Regions from separate parts of the Mus musculus genome. Here region 2 is linked to region 1. The links are chromatin contacts, called in public promoter capture Hi-C maps. All regions are on one chromosome and are shown on one strand. Each heading gives the region's core, a stretch centred on a gene start, on an enhancer-like site or on the middle of the called end of the contact. The rest is flanking DNA. Distances are from core to core; before and after follow the strand shown.

Evidence for each region. Promoter capture Hi-C pulls out the DNA fragments that hold promoters and counts their contacts.
Region 2: a promoter capture Hi-C map of hippocampal neurons shows a contact between it and region 1, with 2.3 times the contacts expected there. The contact joins the promoter of Kcnj9 here to the enhancer-like site in region 1. A contact is called at or near these places in 8 of 39 promoter capture datasets (the 3T3-L1 cell line, the C10 cell line, the HPC-7 cell line and 4 more) and 1 of 115 datasets of contacts at active chromatin or transcription factors (stem cell-derived neural progenitor cells).

Annotation. Positions count from the first base shown.
Region 1 is chr1:171,786,164-171,792,347 of GRCm38.p6, reverse strand. It overlaps Slamf1 (signaling lymphocytic activation molecule family member 1), which reads right to left. Exons shown (of 7, transcript NM_013730.4): 4 at 4,313-4,408; 5 at 1-53. Among named protein-coding and RNA genes, the nearest start is that of Slamf1, 22 kb to the right of the region's middle. Within about 2 kb of position 3,642, at least 50 of the 459 cell types and tissues checked have an H3K27ac peak or open chromatin away from gene starts, as enhancers often do. A contact at or near this core is called in hippocampal neurons, where this site is marked.
Region 2 is chr1:172,326,540-172,332,964 of GRCm38.p6, reverse strand. It overlaps Kcnj9 (potassium inwardly-rectifying channel, subfamily J, member 9), which reads left to right and starts at 3,643. Exons shown (of 4, transcript NM_008429.3): 1 at 3,643-3,830; 2 at 4,867-4,967; 3 at 6,382-6,425. The coding sequence starts at 6,410.

The DNA.
Region 1 (6,184 bases), core at 2,393-4,892:
ATAAATAGTAAGGCTTTTTTCTTCCACTGGTGGCTGGCAGTGATTTGATTTACCTGAAGAAAAAGAAACACAGTGGTTACCTCCCTCTAGTCCTCAGTATGAGCCCTTAGCTCAGTTTTGTCTGGTCTTTCCTCTCTGTAGTATAGTCACCTCCCCCACCACTGCCATAGGAATGAGGCACAAGTTCCCAGCCTCTGTAACTAGACCTCTATCCCTATCTAGCAAATGGAATTTGAAATGCCTGTTTCATAGGATTACTATAGAAACCAAATAAGACAACACTTGCAAAGCACCTACATCAGTTACTCCAGCAGATAGCAAGTGACCAATATGTGCTGAGCATTTTCTTCTCAACACCTCTGCCCCTCTCTCTTCCTCCTCCATCCTCTTCTTCCTTCTTCTACTTCTCCCCTACCTCACTCCTTACCCTCATTCTACAGCCCAAGCTGTCTTCAAACTCAAAATCCTCCTTGCCTCAGCCTCGCAAGTGCCAGGATTGGAGCAGATACTGTGACTTCCAGCTTTGGGCGCCATTTCTTTGTTGTGATATTCCCTTGCTTTAATCTTTAGTTCTGTGTGTTATTTGTTCTCCTAAGAGGGTTCTAGGTTTCCTGAGGTCACAGCTTAGTATTTATAGCATGGCTTTTATTCTCCAGCTGTCTTCACTCACAGCTCTATCTATTTCTGGAGAGCTTGCTGTGTGTGTGTGGGATGGTGACATAGGGAGATGATCCACTTGGAAGTGTCCAGAAAACAACTCAGCATTGCCACTCTTACACTCATAGAAAACTAGCTCAAGGCCTGAGGTCTCTGTACGTTAATGAGTTGTTAAACATTTTAGTTCTTAGCCAACACTTCAATTTTTCATTTTAAGTTACAAAGAAACTCCTCACCATAAAGATTCAAGTAGGATAGAAACATATAAGTTTATAACTTATAACTCCTTCTCCCTCATTAACCAACCCCATTTCATTCCCAGAAGTAATCAATTAAAAGGCTTCCTGTATGTCCATCTTTGGGCAATATAGTGTTTTCTGTGACAACACCGATAGTCCCTCTGCGTAGGCTAATAGTCACAAGTGGCAGGCGAGTACTTGAACTGTGTGAACAGTGAAACTGAGATACTATTACTTAATAGTAATTTGTTTAAATACTGGGTGGTACAGTTTTAGTATTGGTTATATTTTATAGGTTTTTCTCTTTTTTGGCTTTTCATGCTGTGTATAGTTTTTCTAACAGTGAACTGCTCCTCTTGCATGCAGCATGCACTAGCGAGCATGTGGGAAGGCCTGACCTGTGGAGGACTAGCAGGGAACTGTTGCAAAATCTAGGCCGAATATGGAAGCTCAGCCCAGAAGAAGCCATCGTTTTTAGAGTAAAGTTACTAAAGTCGATTAATTTATCCTCTTCAAAAGCTGGGAGCCTATCGCTGAGAGAATAGCTCCAAGAAGTACACTCCAAGAAGGCTGGAAGAGAAATGCCTAGTCTTGTGCTGTGAGTGTGGTGGAAGAACTGATCTCGGGTGTGGTTCTTGGTGAGGAAACAATGGGCAGTCACTGGGGAAGTTCAAGGAATTCTAGCGAAGTCAGTGGGTGATTTTCCTCTGTGGATATAGCATGCTCAATGGTTCTAATCTCAATGAGTGAATGAGTGAATAGTGTGTGTGTGTGTGTGTGTGTGTGTGTGTGTGTGTGTATGAGAGAGAGAGAGATACAGAGAGAGAGAGATACAGAGAGATATAGAAAGAAACAGAAAGACAGACAGACAGACACATACAGAAAGATACAGAAAGAGACAGACAGGGACAGATAGGATAGAAAGACAGAGCCACATAGAGACAGACACAGAGAAAGAGAGAGAGAGAGAGAGAGAGAGAGAGAGAGAGAGAGAGAGAGAGAGTCAGAGTTAGCAGACACACAGTGAATGGAACAGTAAGAATGGGAGGATAGGGATCATAGGTTCTCAGAAGGGTTGGGGCTAGGAGGAGGGTAAAAAGTATTTCTATAAGATATACTTTCATTTTAAATCCACTAGAGTTTACAAAGTTAGACCTACTTGTCCAGTCCCCTTTAGGTACAGTCAGGGGTACAAATTGAAACTGTACTCAAGTTTTTAGTGACTTTCAACCTTGCAGGCTCTCTCCTCGAAATATAGAATTGGTAGGACAATCCCAAATGATCAAAAAGACCACTGAATCGAGATAATTTAGATTTTCTTTCTGTCTCTTCCATCCCACCCTTTCTTCCATCCTCCTCGTTTTCAGTTCTGAAACAGAATTCCAGGAGCCAGCTCAACTTGGCTCCAAGTCAGCTAAGTCTTAGGATGTTACGGAAAAGACCTGAGCCCTAGTCCTTAGCCTTAAAGGTAGCACTAGCATTGTTATACTGTAGTTGTAAAACGAGAGACTTTATATTTCTTTTTAATTTTTATTTTTTGAGACAGGGTTTCTCTGTGTAGCCTCACCTGTTCTGGAACGCACTCTGTAGATCAGGCTGGCTTCAAACTCAAGAGATCTGCCTACCTCTGCCTTCTGAGTGATGGGATTAAAAGTGTGTCTAAGAAGTTGTCTTATGTGACTGTAGCTTCAAGTACTTTAGACCCGCTGTTAGTACTGTTTCTAGAATCTTCCAGCATAGTTCTCTGCTAGCCTTAAGACTTAAACATTTACCTGCTCACATCAAGAGATGTGCCTGTTTATAGATGTATGCGTATACATATGCATCATGCAGGAAAACCACTATGGTGCTGCTGTGTATTGGTTTGTGCCAGTCACCACAGCAATACCACAAAGAGGATAATATCCTTGCTTTGCAGATGGTGAGAAGTTTGCTTGGTTACCCTGCTCATTGGTGGCAAAGTGCATTTGAATGCTGTCTCAGGCCAAAGCCCCACGTTTTCATTGGCTTATTTGGGGATGGGGTCTCACTATGTAGCTCAGGGCTGATCTAGAACCCATGGGTTGGAGTGATCATCCTGCCTCAGACTTGCAAGCAGTTGTTACTATGGATTTGTCTCACTGCACTCTACCCAATGCCCACACTCTTAACTCATAAATTCCCCTGGAGATGGGAACCAACCTAAAACTCTTCAGAGTCAGGAGGCATTTTGGAGCAGATACCACTAGACATTGCCAACAGAATCCCTTGAGCAATATTTTGTGGAGGGCGTAGCAACTGAATGTAGATTTTGGCACAGGTTTGCAAGGCATAATGATGCCTGAAAAAGGTGGATATGTGTTTTGATGGTGGGTGGAAGTGGGCTTTAGAGTGTGGGGGGAAGGGAAGTACTGCTCCCTTAGAGTTCAGCCATGTGCTGAGCAGAACACCGTGTGGAATGTGTTGGAAAACAGTATAGCTTCGCTAGCTGGCCTAGAGGGGAAACTCCATCTGCTTTCTTAGCCTTAACATTATCTCACTGTTTTCTACTAAGGCTAAGTAGACCCACTCCCAAACCCTTACCTCTCAACAGAATTTTTATCTGAATAACACACCCCGCCCCCACCGCCTCAGCGAACTTTTCGCTGGAGGAAATGAGATAGAGGTAAGTGGCTATGCTGCAATCGACATCTTATATAAGCAAAACCAACATCAAGGTGCTGAGGTAAGGGCTTTTCTAAGAAGACTGTATGTGGATGACATTTACGGGCTTCAGAATGACATGAGCCATCTGCTCGGCAACGAGAAGGGAAGAGCATCATGTTCTGCCTTCTATTGAAGGAAGGCCAACCAGGGCCTCTGAGTCAGGATGCTCTGATCAAGATGGGTGGTAGTCAGTAAGGCTGAGGGGGCATATGGCCTTGAGATAGTGAATCACAGGATAACTGGGAAGAAATACAAAGTGCTTAAACTTAGAATCACAGTCTTGCTGCTTTTAGCCTACCCGGGGACACGTTTCATGGCTGGATCTAAGAGTCCTCTGAATCCTGTTCCCTGGTAAATCTCAGTGTGCTGTACCTCCTGTTTTGATTCCTTTAGCCTTCTGCACAAGTCAAACTTCAGTGCTGAGTTTAAATTATCTGCACAATGTCTTCTACATTAGACACTTGTGGCTCTTTCCTCTACCGACTCCTTTAAGCTGGTACAGGATCTCAAGAGACTAGAATTGCACTGAACTGGACAAGATCTCAAGAGGATCTTATTCTTTTTCACAGGGCTCCCAGCCAGAAAGCTAAAGTAGTAAGATTGAGCCTGTGAATAGAGTGACAGCATACAAGATCTTATTGTCTGTATACAAGAGTCTGTGCTTGCATAAAATCTATTCCACCTACCACTGTTGAGCCCAGTAAGAAGACCCTTCTTACAAGACAGCCTACCTTGTCTTTTCATCATTATTATTGCCGTGAAAACCAGGATGAAGATTATAACGACCCCCAGTGGTACAAGAGTATATTGCATCCATGGACTCGATTCTGAAAAACAAAGAAACAAACAAAAAAACCAGTTAAAGGTCAATAGCAAATGCACTGTGGGTTTAAAAATACTCCACCCAGAAGTGAAGGGAGTGAGCCTCACCCCACCCGGAAAAGAGGGGAGCCTCTGTTTCAGTATCTGTCTCCCTGGGGAGATGCTTGTTTGCATGGCTTTAGAGATGGCTTTAAAGCATTAAGATTTCCATGTCTACCTCCTTACCATCATTTTACTTATTAGCCCTGTCTCTCCCATTTCTAATTTCACAAAGATGTTTTTAAATAAAATGCTTTCTTTTTCCTTGTCTAAAAATAGCATATTGGTGTCTCTCCTAAGCCAATCTCTTGTCCTGCTCCTCCATTTTAAAATCTCTAATGTATTATGTGCCCATTTTTGGTAAAAGGGATATGATGGTCCCGTGCACTTGTCCCTATGCCCCAAACTACTCCCATGAGACAACTGGGGCGGAGGGAGGGGGAGGAAATATGCTTTTCTTCTTAAAAAAAAATCAATACAATAGTGCTATTATTGCCTCTCAATGCAAATAACTATGTTGAACCTACCAGACCCAAACCAAAAGAAACACATGTAATGTTTCCTGGCAATTGTTACCCTATTCTAAATTAGCAAAGCTAACTGAGGTTTGAAATCACATAGCCAAATTTTGTAGCTTTCTCTCTACTTCAGCCACTGTGCTTAATCCTTTTGAACCAAGTATACCACTTTGTAAAACCAGCCTTTGTCTCAACAAGATATATGGCTCACTAACATAAAATTGGGCACCTGTAAGTACTTACAGTCACATGATTTTGATAGCAAATCTTGTAATGTATTTAATCAGAACAATTGTAAGGGGTGAATACTTGAATTATTTCCATTTTATAAGCAAGGAAACATCATGAAGAAAGTCAAGAGCTAGAGCTGGCAATAGGAGAGGAAACATGACCAAATATTCAAGACAGGCTTCCTGGGAGTTAGAGAGACTCCTAGATTCAGAACAGGCAGTGAGCCCACTCAAAGTACCAGCTTTCTAAGTAATGGCACTAATCTCCAGTGGTACTAGCGAGACAAATGCCGTGTCAGGCATTAACACTAATATGTAGGGGCACTGTATAGAATTGATTGTGAAGGAAATGGGGGTTTAAAAACGCCCTTCACAGAAGTCTAAATATATATAAATATAAACTTCCTGGTTGTTGAATCTTTGAGGGACCCATTCAGAAATTGAAAGGAAGAACTAAGTGTATTACAAGCATGATTTGGATATTTGGAGAACTGATGAAAATATAGACAGAAATCTGGTAAAAGCTCCAGCCCAAAAGCTACTAGAAGCGTTCTTCTGGGCTTGAAAGAGTTCTTTTCTTCCTAGGCTCTGCATATAGCTAGTCACAAGGCATCTCAATGCAGTGACAGTTCTCTTCCTCAAGTAAACCATGTTTTAACCCTTCCAAACACCAACGGCAACAGTCTTGCTCAAGAAAAGGAGAAAAGCTAGGTCTGGCAGCTTATGCCTCCAGTCCCGCCACTCAGAAGGCTCGAATAGGAGGGCTGAAAGTTCAAGGGCTGTGGCGCAAGACCCATCCCACCCCCGCCTTGAAAACAAATAAATGAATGAATGAACAACCAAGGATAAGCAGAGAGTTGGCTTCATATAACACATAAAATGAGGAAGGCAGTGTGTGATCTGCATGACACTCTGAAGAGTGTATGGTGGCTAAGAACTCTTTGTGTATGTACATGCATGAAAGTCTGACCATGAGTCTAATTGGGTCAGATTC
Region 2 (6,425 bases), core at 2,394-4,893, 540 kb before region 1:
CCAAGAAGAATGGAGACAAACAACCCTGGACTGGATTCCTCCTCTTTTAAGTGTGACTTGGGTGTTCTGTTACAGTAATGAAAAGCTAGCAATATAACATGGCTAGTCTCATCTCTTAGATTTAAAAAACTAACATTTTCCAAACATAGTGGCTCATGTCTGTAGACACAGAACCAGGGAGGCAGAGGCAGAAGGATCCACTGCAGGTCCAAGGCTGGCCTGGACTATGTACTGAACTCCTGGCCCATTAGGGAGTCATAACAAGATGAGAGAGAGAGAGAGAGAGAGAGAGAGAGAGAGGAGAGAGAGAGATTGAAGGAAAGAAAGATTGAAGGAAAGAAAGAAAGAAATAAAGAAAGAAAGAAAAAGAAAGAAAGAAAGAAAGGAAGGAAGAAAGAAACAAAGATGAAAGAAAGAAAAGGGAAGAAAGATTGAAGGAAAGAAGAATGGAAGGAAGGAAAGAAGGAAGGAAGGAGTGCAGGGGGAGGAGGGAAGAAAAGAGTGGAGGGGGAGGAGGGAGAAAAGAAAGAAAAGGAGACTATATGAAGCTATTTGCTCAAAGCCATGCATCTGCTATCAGAGAGTAAGATTTGAACTCAAGTCATTGCCTCTGAAGCTTGTATTACCCCACACACCTGTCATAGCTCGTGAGCACATTTCAGAAACTTCTAGTCTTCTATTGTGCTGTTTCTTCCTGTTCTTTCTAGTTATGTATTCTTGCAGTGTTAAGGCTTAGGGGATTGGATATAAAATATCTTGTGCATAACAATATTGGCAATAGTAATAACACCAGCTTGAATTTATTTTTTATAGCTTTAGTAATTTAATTTATGTATATAAGTTCATGGTAGCTGTTTTCAGACACACCAGAAGAGGACATCAGACCCCATTACAGATGGTTGTGAGCCACCATGTGGTTGCTGGGAATTGAACTCAGGACCTCTGGAAGAACAGCCAGTGCTCTTAACTGCTGAGCCATCTCTCCAGCCCCCTTGTACAGATATTTTATGTCTTGATTTCCTTTCTTCTTCCTTCCTTCTTTCCTTCCTCCCTTCCTCCCTTCCTCCCCCCTCTCTCCCTCTCTCCCTTCTTTCCTTCCTTTCCAAGACAACTTTCTCATGTGACCACAGCTGGCTTTGGACTTGATGTGTTCCTCAGCCCAGGCTGGTCTTGAAACTCTGGCTTTTGTTCCTCTTTTTATGTAGCAGCACTGCGTACATTCACACTCGCATACATAACATAGCAATGGCAATGGCTGCACAGTAACCTATTATACTGAATGCTACAGATACCACATCCCTGCGGTGATGCAGAGCTCTTGGAGCTGACAGTACCAAATGCTGGCAAGGATGCCGAGCAACAGGAACGCGAATGTGTTGCCAGTGAGACTGCAAAATGGTACAGTCGCTCTGGAAGAGTTTGGCAGTCACCTGAAAAACTAAACATACTCTTTCCATATGATATTGCAACCATACTCCTTGGTATTTACCGCACCCCCAAAAGCTGAAAACTTGTCTAAATAAAAACCCTGCACACAGATGTTTGTAGCAACTTTATTTGGAATCGGCAAAAACTGGAAATGAAATGACTTTCAGTGGCTCAATGGACAAATGAATTGTGGTACTTCCTGGCCGTGGACCATCATTCAGTACCAAAATGAGATGAGCTGTGGAGCTAAAAAAGACATGAAGCAACCTTAAATGCACAAGTGGAAGAAGCCAATCCAAGGAGCTGCATACTGTATAATTCCAACCCCATGGCATCCTGGAAAAGGCAGAACCACAGAAACAGGTTTTTAAAAAATCAGAGATTGCCAAAGGCTAAGGGGAGAGTGGATGGCTGGGGGTAGCAGAGAGGAAAGTATCGGCCACACCATCATAGCGGATACACATCCTCGTGGCCGTTCTGGGTTTACAGCAAGAGAAACCACACCGAGAGAAAGTCCTAATGTGAACTAGAAACCAGTGATCATGCTGTGCCAAGTTAGATTTGTAAGTCGTAAACAAGCTACTATTCTCACTGGAGATGTCTAGAGTAGAGGAAACTGTGTATGCCAGGCAGAAGGCATGTGGAAACTCTTAGTGCCTTCTCTCAGTTTATATGTGTTTGTGTGTATGTATACATCTTTGTGTGTATGTGTGTGCATGTACACGTGCGTACACACAGAAGTCTGAAGTCGATGTTTTCCTATATCACTCTCCACCTTAGTTTTTCAGACAGGGTCCCTCATGAAACCTGGAATTCACCAGTTTGTTGGGGCTAACTGGCCAGTGAGCTCTGGGCATCCTCATGTCTCTGCCTTCTCAGCTGGGATTCCACGTGTTTGCCACCACATCCTGCATTTACACGGGTGCTGAGAACCCAAGCTCAGGTCCTCATCAGTAGGGCAAGCACTTAACTGACTGGGCCATCTTCCCAGGCTCTTCTCTTGCTGTACAATTAAAAGTACTCTTTGAAAAAGTCTTTTAAATATGCATGCCTATATTTCCAGCACCGAGGAAGTGGAGCCAACCTGGGCTAGACAGTAAGACCTGGTCTTGGGGGTGGGGAACACCTAACAAAAACAAAAACAAAAACAAAAACAAAAACAAAAAACACCCAAAAACATTAAATGAAGAGCCAGGGCAGTGACAAGACACGTGACTCCCCAATCTCTGTCCAACTCTGGAATTCAATAGGCTACTTTTTCTGTTTTCCTCATCCATAAATAGAAAAAGGGATAACTGTCTCACAGGATTGTCACAGAAATTAAATGAGATTCTGCTGGATGGATTAGCAGTAGGAGCATGTAGCAGCAGACCTGTGCAACTCTGTGTCTTTCCACTGATGGCATCATAGGCTGCTGCTGGGCAAGGACCTGTTCATTTCATAATCGCCTCTACCTAGCCCAGTATGTGGTGTTTGAGCCCCCTAAGTCTGCTGGGTTGATGGTAAGAGCTAGCCTAGACTTCTCTCTCTCTCTGTTGGACATTTGAGGGTTTTCTCAACTTTTTGCTATGAGCAAAGTACATCTCAAACCTCTTTTATTTACATCACCTAATTTGATCTGCATCCCAGGTGAAGCCAGCAGAAGAGGGCTGTTTGCCCACGCCCACACTCTGAGACAGACAGAATCACTATGGCTCAGAGAAGTGAAGGGACCTCTTCGGGTCACAGGTATATCAGTGGTGGTGATGACGATGGCGGAGCCTCTGGCCCTGCTTCTCTAGCCCCTACCTCTGCAGACCTTTTTCTCTCTGTCTGCTGCCTTCTGCATCAGAGGTCTCTTAAAAAAATTGCAGCCTTGTCACGCTGGGCCTGGTCCTTCTGTCCGCTGTCTGGAGGGCAGCACCTTTGCCCAGTGGTCCCTGCTGGGGATTGTGAACTGCAAACTCCCAGATGGCCTCTGAAATCAAATATTTTATTTCCAATGCCTCTATTTTCCCAGAATGAGGAGCACACCAGTCCCCCCACACACACACTTGCTTTCGTCCCTATAAAGAGGTGAGGAGATGACTCTCCGTGTCCAGGAGGAAGGACTTTGGCTAAAAATAGCTGTGGCGTGTGGATTAGCCAGAGTGGTACCCAGGACTGGGAAAGGGAGGGGGACGCTGTGGAGCTGTAGCCAGACTGGTTGCCATAGAAACGAGAGAGGAGCAGGGGAACCTGGGAAGTGGGGATGACACAGATACCAAGTCCTAGTCTGAGCTGCCGTTACATTCAGGAGAAACAGCAGTGTCGGCGGCTCCCAATCTCAGAGGGAACCTAGGGTACTGGGGGAGATGGTGTCAGGGACATGGACGCCAACCCCCAAGGGTCCCTGCTGCTGGCTACTCTTCTCTCCAGGCTCTGTGAGTTGAGTTGTGGGACTTGGGGTTTGGGCCCCTATTTCTGAGCCAAGAGGGGTTTGGGTGGAGCTGCTCCCAGAGGGACTTCTCCCCGACAGACCCCTTTCCAAAAGATAAGCCCCCTGTACTGGCCAGCGCTCTCTAGAGGGAGGTGGAGTACTCCAAGATAATGTGGTGCTCGGATCTTACTGAAAGGGGTCACAGCATGCCCAAGAACTGTGGTCGGAAGAACTGGAGTTATTTGGAGGGAAGAGGAAGAAATGAAGACGTTGCTCTTCAGGTGGTGGACACCGCACACCTTTCCTGTCCCATGAAGAAGAGAGCTTTTCTCGAGATGGCAATGGCTAGGATGTCATCAGTAGGCTCCCTGGGCAGTCGTGTTCTGGGGATGATCAGACACTGGGAATCCTTCCCCATTCCTGGCCGTAGATGGAGGTCAGATCACCTTAGACCCTACGAAGACTGTCTAGAAGCCCACCTGAAGTTAATACTAGGATGAAAGAGACCTGGGGTCTCGAGGCACTGAAAACTTACAGATGAGGTGCAGAGGACATCCTGGGCTGCAGAGAGGGAAAAACAAGCCTGCTTGCTGTTGGGGGAGGGGAAGATCTTAATCTGCCATTGCCGAAGTGTTCCCAGGTCATGTCTCCTGACTTCCATGGAAAATAAGTGTGTGGGGTTACAAACCATCTTTTTGGGTTTTTTTCCTTGTGCCTTTCTTTAACATACACACACCCTCCAAAGGTCTGCTGGCTACAGAACACTTGGCTCCAAAGTTTAAAAATGGAATGTCGGGTTTGTGGGTATATATTCATGCAGTTTCTCCCTAGGATCTGGTCAAACATCCAAACCATCTGAGATCCTTATGTCACATTTCTGCCCCCACAGGGCCACCTGCTCTCCCCACTTCCCCAGCCTTCCTGCCCCACCCCTCACCCTGAATGGGAGGAGATGGCAAATCCCAGGAAAGAGAAAGGAAGGTTGATGAGTCTTAATCCTTATTCTACAGACTTCTGTTCATATGGTCCATATCTCCTAGGGGACCCTGAAAGCCTAGGAACCGACTCTGGCCATCCATCTCTCCGGGAAGATTATAACCCAGAGTGCTTCTCAGGGGGGAAGAATTTGAAGCAAAACCAGGTGGGTTTTGCTTGGAATCTGGGCTTTGTGTGGAATGTGGGCTTTGGGACATATGGCAGGAGTGGGTGGGGTTGCTGGTAGGGTAGTAAATGCAAATCAGGAAATTGGTAGGGGGGGTCGATGTGGGTGTTTGGTGTTTCGATTGGTCTGATTTCTTATCTCTTAGAAGAATACGAATCTGAGAGATACTAGACTAGCGTAACTCTGGATGGCTTGGCGCCTCCTTCATCCTTGCCGTGGGCAGTTGACCTCACTCGTCATCCTTGCCGTGGGCAGTTGACCTCACGCATGGCCCCCAATCTCCTATTGCCAACCCTTTTCAGCGTGTCTCCTGTGGGAAAGAGCCCTGGCAGGAAATGGGCTGGTATCAGAGCATCAGTGACCACGGTGAAGCAGTTAGAATTGCCAGTGGGAAGTTCCCAATGCTGAGGACATCCAACCTTTGCACACTGGAGGTTTTTGTGCACAGTCTGCATTGCTTTCTCCTTGGGAAGTCTGGGGTGGAGGGGAAATGTAGCAGGAGAAAGAGTGAGGCCAGGGAGAACACCGAGGGAACAGTCTTCAGGTGGGGCTTCTGGCAGGATGCTGAAGAGTGCTGGGGGAAGGGATAATTGCCAGGGAAAGGGCTGTGGAAGTCCTCATCGCAGGGAGGGCTTTGCATGGAGAAGGAACTGCCAAGAAGTCTACCTCTTCAGTACCCTAAATGTCTGATCCGGGGTGCCTGTGAGTTGCTACATACACCAGCTTGAGGTAGTGACGCTGAGATCTGTGACATCGAGATGGCTAATGCCTCTTATTGAACTTCGACACCCAGTTTGTGCTCTTTATCTGTGTAATCTGTACAACTCTCTCTCTCTCTCTCTCATAATTCTTTATTCTTTTTTTAAAAGATTTATTTACTTAATGTATATGATTACACTGCCGCTGTCTTCAGACACATCAGAAGAGGGCCTAAGATCCCATTACAGATTGTTGTAAGCCACCAGGTGGTTGCTGGGAATTGAACTCAGAACCTCTGGAAGTGCAGGCAGCGCTCTTAACCCCGCTGAGCCACCTCTCCAGCCATACAACTTTTTCTTAACCATTGTTTTATTTTATGTAATAGTTTGCCCTCATGTACGTCTGTGCATTACCCTCGGAGGCCAGCAGAGTGCGAGTTACAGCCGGTTGTGAGCCGACTTGAGGGTGCTGGGAATCGAAATAAGATCCGCTGGAAGAGCAACCAGTGAATCATTTGAGCCATCTCCCCAGCACCTGTCCCCCAACTTTCTGAGATTTATGGGATGTTAGGGATTATCGTTCCCAATCCACCAGTGGGGAAAAACTAAGGCTAAAGAGACAGGAAGGGAGATTGTCTCACAGCATTGGCCCTGAGTTCGGGGCAGATCCATCAACTCGGCACACCTTTATTAAGACCCCGCAGGATCCCCGCTGCGGCCGCCATGGCGCAGGAGAACG